Regions from separate parts of the Zea mays genome. Here region 2 is linked to region 1. The links are chromatin contacts, called in public Hi-C maps. All regions are on one chromosome and are shown on one strand. The core of a region is the stretch at or near the end of the contact, and the rest is flanking DNA. Distances in the headings are between cores, read along the strand shown. Region 1 holds the start of LOC100281846. Region 2 holds the start of LOC100282966 (Chaperone DnaJ-domain superfamily protein).

Region 1 (3,746 bases), core at 960-3,459:
CCAAACTTGTCAAGTAATTAGGTGCACCTGCAGGGTTGTCTGAGGTCCAATGGACAAGGACAACTGTAGGTGGACCTAATAACTTGGGAGGTTCTGTCTCAGAGTAGTCACGTGATCGCTGTCCCAAAACCCGATATGTTCCAACCCGTGCACGTTCTTCGGTGGAACGAGATTTTGGAGACACCGCTTTTTCCGTTGTCGTTGTCAACTAGATATGAGGGATGAAGGAGGTTGAGATCGCGGAGGACCAAGAATTCCCTTGTCTAAAACCTCAACCTACAGTAGATTGATTGTTTCTCATTGACATTTAAAGGGAACTCTATTATATAGGGAGATTATATTCAGGATAACCACACATAAAAAGATTAAAAAAACAAAATCTGACTTGAGTTTAATGGATTGAGTTTTAAATTTGTTGCACAAGACGAATTCAGATTCATGACGAATCTTTGACATTTATTCTAAATTTTATTTTAAAGTAAATGAACTAAACCTAATACGTAAACGAACTCCAACAGGTGGTCCGGCCGTTCATAACCTTGAAATCCAGCACAAGCGGCTTTATACTGTCTGTACCAACCGCGAGCTAGCCTCACTGACTCAGGTCGGCCCGCTCCTGTCCTGCCACTGCCAGGACGCCGGCTACTGGCCGTCGTCGCGCTTGTGAAGGATCTTGCCCGCGAGCACCGCCGACTCGATGACCCCACGTATGACGGACGCCGTCTGGCCGACGTCGCACTCGTTCCCCGGGAACGTCGGCCCCGCCGGGCTCACCCCGTCGAGGCAGCTCAGCAGGTTCTCGTTGCACCGCGTGTTCAGGTAGTCATCTGCATGCGGGGCAAAAAGGCGATCAGAGCAGTCAACGGCAAGCAAAGTGGAGCTCGCACAGACTAGGCGAGAGGCGAGGCGACACATGTACGCCGCGACCACCACTCGTTGTACACTCATTCGATCAGTGCGCTCGACGACAGCCCGGAGAAGATACTAACGGATTATCACACAGATACGAAGCCCCCCGGCGCGCAATGATGCGCCACCGATGCACGCTACTGCCGGCTGCCGCGCCGGCGCGGGCGCGCACATGTCGGTTGGCCGCGACGCGCGTGCCGACGCAACGGTCGGTCTCGCTCGCTGTGTCAAGGGCGCGCGTGCATGCCGGTGCACCGCATGCTCGTGCTTTGTCTAATCTTATCTGGCAGTACCCTTGTACTGGTCTGAGATCGTGTTAGGTGGCGCGTCAGCTCGCGAAGACCTGCAGGGCGTGCTGCTCTGGGCTTTGGGTTTCAGAAGAAGGAAGAGGAGATGATGGGCTTTAGTTAGGAGAGTGCGTACTGTTGTGGGTGTCGACGCAGTGGTCGTGGACCATGCAGCAGGCGTCGAGCGCGTCGCAGGGCTTCTCGCCTGGGCAGCCGCTGTACAGGATCCCGCAGTACTTGCCGTACCTCAGCAGCGGCGGGACTTTCGTTTTCAAGGGACACGGTGGACAAGGGGGAAAAAAAAAAGAAGCAAGCGCGTCAGTACAGTACCCTTTTGCTGGTGAGTGAGTAGAGTACCCGACTGATGGAAGCTGGAAAGCAGTCGGCTTCAGGTAAGCGCTTGACCTCCAGAAGAAGAAGAAAAAAAAAGAAAGAAAGAAGAAGAAGAATTGTATGCTACGCAAGTTCTGTCCGCTCATGGCGATGGGAACTCAGCAAAGCAACCCCACCTGATGAAGAACAGATGAACAGGACCGGCTTCTGCTGGAGAGAAAAAGGAAGAAGACGGATTGATTGGTTGTGACTTGCTTATTACCTATGCAGAACGACGACTCGCACGTCCGGCTACAGCCCTGGCTCCCCTGCGGAAAAACCACAAGTCCGTCCATGCAGGGGCACGGTGGTGGTCGGCAATAAGCACACACCGATCAGCTTCAGACGAAAAGGCACTTACAGAAGCTCAGACTCGGCTCGCTTCCGCGCTCTGGTACGGTCCTTACCGAAGGCGCTGCTGTCCCGAGCAGGTCGCCGACGTTGAGGGCCTGCGACGCCGTCGCCACCAGGAGGAGGAGGAGGAGGAGGAGGAGGGGGAGAAGCAGCGACGACCACCGGGAGACGGCGAGAACGGACGCCATCATCATCTGCCTGCCCTCTGGTGTTCGTCGTCTAGCACTGCGCGTGTGACTGTGGTGTGCGGGGAAGAAGTGGAGCTGGAGTGGATAGGCTGGCTGGGCAGAGCGCGAAATATTTGGTCTCTTTCCGGTCGGCGCCGGCCGCACCGCGCGCAGGGGTTATTTATACATGCTGATGAAGATGGATCCGCTTGGGAGTTTAGGCCACGCACCGCACCACAGGATCACACGCGGACATCGGAACATTGTCATGCATGGTCACCTCACCCTGCGCTGCGCAGCTCTTGAAGCAAAAGCTATACGGCAACAGCAACTAGAAAAGAAAACGCTTGTCGTACGTAGTTCACCTAGCTGCACCATCGTCGTGGCATGCATTGTACCGTAGCAGACACCTGAAACCAAATTTTTTTGCCTGCTTAATTGCGGGTTGGTGTGCAGTGGCGATTTATCCCCGCACGATGGTCACAGAGAGTTGCCATCGCAGCGGGGGCACTGGCTGCCTGCACAAGTGGTTGGGCTGGGCTGCTGCGTTTTCGGAGCCCTCTGACCTACGTCTCTGCTTTGGCATGCACTGGCATGGTGAGTTGGTGACGCTGGCATGCATGCATCGGAGATTAGTAGGCTTTGCGCTCCTGCCTTGATGATGCCGTGCGTAACCGATGCTGATATAATACATGAGATTTGACCGCGTGCACATGCGAGTCGTCCAGGTCTTTGCACCACCTGTCCTGCTTACTCAAATGTTATAGAAGCCAGATCAAACTGAAGCGGTTTGAGTGTCTCGATGGATATGAATGGTCATCGAGAGATGACTTGGTAACCGTAGAGCTTATTATTATTAGTCCCAAACCAGGCAACCACTGCACATTGTATTAATTGTCTACATTTCGGACTCTTGGCCTCTTGGGTACTCTAGAACGATCGGAACATCGCACCAAATTCGTGTAAATCTTGTTTCCTCTGCCGTAGCAAATTGTCCAGTGGATGCACGGCCACGTCTGAGGGACAGATCGAGCCAGCAGCCTTTCACTTTGTACGCAGGCGTGACACGTTTGTATTGTAACATGCATGGATGTAGAATCTTATTTGGCTGGAAAGCGTTGGACTTTATAGGACACCTTGCACATAAACCTTACGTAGACACTAAGCTGCGTTGGTAACTAAACTTAATTATACCTTCCAGTTAGACGACATCTCGGTATTAGAACGATGTAGCTCCACACGGAGACAGCGAGGTAGAGCGACGAGCCTACTTTGCCTTCACCGATCGTGTAGGAGATATATCAAATCTACGAGTATGTGAGTAGTTTATGGAAGAGGAGACTACGATAAACGTCGGTTCGCGTGCTGGACATCCTCTTGTTTTTATATGGAGTGTGAAAGAGGGTCGTAATCATAAGATTGTTGCGCTCCGGCACGAGAGGCGAAGTCCTAATATTGTCCCCCTTCATAATCTCAATTTTACTTGCTTATACTTAATTTCTTAACTGTTTACTTTCATAACGGACAATTTTCACTACTCAATAAATCGATACACCAAGACCAAGGTGTTACAACAACTACTGAACTCAATGACTATATTATACTTTTTTTTATCTCAAACCAGAGAACTTATTCTTAAAGTGGATGGTTGTGAAAG
Region 2 (3,734 bases), core at 211-2,710, 130 kb before region 1:
CTCATCTGGTGATGAATCAAAAGACAACTTAAGATGCTCGAAGGGGTTTAACTTGAAGCAACCAAGTATCCTGATAAATTTAGGATGTGTCAGGATAGGGAACTATTGCTGAGAATAAATAACCATATAGCATGACATTTCAATTGATCCATTTCTTTCAATTGAAAATATTCCATAATTACCATATACATACTATTACAAAACTCCTAATTTGTGTAGCAAAGAAAATACCCCTATACAATTTCAACTCATAAAAAAGCATCATTGTATAAGTTGAAGGTCCATGTATTACTCTTTCTTCAATACTTGGTGTTACTTTTTTCCAAAAACAGGATATTCCAGACACGGAAGATTTCTAAACAAGGATCAACAATAATATTATAAGGCTACTTAACTCTATGATGGCAGTTCACAAAAAAATAACATTGAGGTCATAGCAGTATTCACAATTCATTCATTCAGACAATTAGAAAAAAAAAATCTTTAAATTCGAACATTAGATAAGTCATCCGACTGCCAAGGTCTAGCTCCTGCCAACCAAAATTGAACAATTATATGCTCTGCTACTTAACTCAAACACCAACGACCACTCAAAACCGCGCATTCTGTGTATTCTATGGTTATACCAGGAAATAATCATTGCATAAGGAGGTGACAGGAGCCAATTATTCACAATTCATTCAGACAATTAGAAAAGTTTAACTTTAGATTCGAACATTAGATCAGTCATCCAACTGCCAAGGTCTAGCTCCTGCCAACCAAAATTAAACAATTCTATGCTCTGCTACTTAAGTCAAACGCCAACTACCGCTCAAAACCGTGCATTCTGTGCATTCCATGGTTATACCAGGATATAACCATTGCATAAGGAAGTGACAGGAGCCAGTTTACTGTGCCATGGATTTCCACATCAACGAAATAAATAACAATTTTGGTGCACTTAACAATAAAAGCCCCGCGCTTAGCACGGCTCAGAAGCAACTAGAACAAGCGATCGACCGTACAAACGCAACCTAGGGTTCATTCGAGCTAAAGGGTTCCCCAAATCTCAGCGAGACTTGGCGCCCAGCCAATTGCTACATCCACTAGGCCACACAATAGAGATGAAAGATCCTAAATGGATGGGATCTGAAGCTACAGTATGCGCAACGAAAAGGAACAACCGTGGAGAAGATGTGAAAGGGAGGGAGGGGAAGAAGACCTCAGCACTTCGTTGTCCCGCTCGGCCTCGCTGACCTCCGCGAGGAAGCTCTTGAGGAGCTGGTCCTCGTCGGCCTCCGACGACCCCATGGAGGTGGTGGAGGGGTGAAACCGACGAGGAGAAGATGAGGTCGGGGCGGGGCTCGGGCTCTCGGCTCGGCTTTGGTTTCGGGGCTCGGGGGGCGACGGGCGAGAGCCGCAAGACGACAGCGTGCTTCGTGAGCGTGACGAGGGACGGAAGGGAACGGGATAGAGTCGGTGGCGGACGGAGCCACGGAGGGTTTAGATGTGTATATTTGGGTCGGGCCTCATAATCACGTCTCAGTCACGGTATGGCTCAAAATATTTTAGTGTCAAATCGGCACAATCCGATATATCGGGCCGAGTTTGAACCATTTAAGGCAGGTATGAAAAGATCCTTATATATTCATTAAAACCACACTTTATTCCACACTAGTTAGATATTTTTTGTAGTTTTGAATTAGAGTATGTGATGTAATTTTACTTTTGTTATGAACTAGCTGAGTGCCCGTGCGTTGCAACGGAAACACATAATACCACGGTACTGCTATGAGAAAAGGTTTCTTAATACATTTGGTATCCTATCCATACATAAATTGTATAGACAAACCAAGTCGCATCAACCCAAATCTAGAAGTACCCAGGAAATCCGATGCCATTTTCTAGTCATTAGAGTAACACCAATATCATTAAGCATGCAAAAATCAAAATACAGAAAGTCATCAGCACAAGGAGTAACTTGATAATGTTACAGGTGTCCCAGATTAATGACTCTAAATAGAAATTATTAACAAGGGGAAAAGGATGGTTCAAGAATATATCTGGAGATCAGAACAAGAACCAACAAAATACAATCCTATGTCCACACTAATTGTCTCATTTCATGAGATTTTAAAAAAAACTGAATGTGGACATAGCAAAGAAAAACCATATACAATGCACATATTAATAGATCAGACATGTGAGGTAGTTATGTTAAGTATTAGCAATACATAAAACAACTCATTACTGTAGTATGGACAGTATCACATTGCCTACATATTAAATCAAATATTCAGCTATATCAGTGAGACCGAACGCTTCATAGAAGGTCGGTTGTAGTTAACATGCCAAGATTAAAGTCGGTACGTAAGCCGCTGTTGCTGGACAACGACCGGACCATACATATGCCAGGTATGGAATGAAACCTCTATATAATCTAGATTGTAATCCAGAGCCATATATATACACCTGTACGAAAGCACCATGGGTATCAACGATGTAGCGATAGAGCTCACCGTTACGGGCCCTGTTTGTCTGGGCAGAGATCCAGCGGAACTGCCTGAACAATTTGTGGGTCTTGATGAGTTCATGCATCTTCTCTATCTCCGCGATCTCTTCCCTGTCCTTGGACTTCTTGACATCATTGTACCCGGCAACGACAACAAGGTTTGCCAGCTCCCTCAGCTTAGCGCACTTAGCAAAAGCTTCGACCAGCCCTGTTATGTCCTTCACCCTGTCGAGTCTTGCCATGGAGAAGAGGATGGGCTTTGACCGGTCATCCAGATGCCCACTGCGAATTAGTGATAACAATATCATCAGCAGAAATTTCCAAGCTCGAATCGAATTAGAAGAGAATACTGCGAAGGACGTCCATGTCACAACCCAAAAGGCCTCAAAGGACCAGGCAGGATAGCAGAAAGTACTCACATGTGTTCATCGTTTTGCTCCGGGTCATAAATCAAATTTTCGATTGAACCATGGAGAGGTGAGTCGCTTGGCCTTCTCGGTATGTGGAAAGTATATGGACATGTCAGCTCCAGGAGAGACTATATTGAACTTTGGATCGAAGACATCGATCCCATGGACAACTCGGAGTAAAGGCAATATGACTCTCATACTGTCCAACAATATTTTTGCTGAGAAAAAAATTAGAATAAGTATATATATGAGCGTCTTGTAGAAAATTAAGAATAGCTATTATCCATATGTGATCACAGTCCATGCAAGATTAATGCATGAAAAAGCATGGATTGCATGTTACCATAATTACAATCAATACAGTAACTTAACATCAGAACAGTATATGCATGAGCGAGGTAAACATGATTCAGTGTGCATGCAAATTAATTGGTGAATGCTAAGTCCCAGAAGAAATCTACAGTGGCCAACAAGACGGAAACAGAATAAAAACCTTCCAGCAATTTCTTGGTATGTGCTGGTGATGATAAAATCAGCATTGTTCATAGCAATTATATCAGTAGTGAACTGACAGGAGAAATGGTACTTCTCATCAAAATTCTTCCAAAATATGTCTGAATCTGGATACTTAGTCTTTTCCAGAGCATGAGCAATGTTGCACTGCAAGGACCATGCATATATGGTTAGTAACGAAACAAATGTAAGACCTCAAGTATGATTAACAGGGCATACATGGGTAATTCCCATCTTGTAAGATAGCAACGATGCCACAAGATTTCCATCACTGTAGTTTCCAATTATGAAGTCTGGAGTACCTTGTAATTCAGCAGCAA

The links. A called contact is a pair of places that touch in the nucleus more often than the background predicts.
Region 2: a Hi-C map of ear shows a contact between it and region 1, with 3 times the contacts expected there. The contact joins the promoter of LOC100282966 here to the promoter of LOC100281846 in region 1. A contact is called at or near these places in 2 of 25 Hi-C or Micro-C datasets (ear and tassel).

The regions. Positions count from the first base shown.
Region 1 is chr1:36,918,700-36,922,445 of Zm-B73-REFERENCE-NAM-5.0, reverse strand. LOC100281846 reads right to left here and starts at 2,209. Exons shown (of 3, transcript NM_001411928.1): 1 at 1,976-2,209; 2 at 1,792-1,837; 3 at 260-827. The coding sequence starts at 2,116. The coding sequence ends at 643.
Region 2 is chr1:37,050,564-37,054,297 of Zm-B73-REFERENCE-NAM-5.0, reverse strand. LOC100282966 (Chaperone DnaJ-domain superfamily protein) reads right to left here and starts at 1,460. Exons shown (of 9, transcript NM_001155871.2): 1 at 1,202-1,460; 2 at 1-70. The coding sequence starts at 1,290. It also overlaps the pseudogene LOC103644560.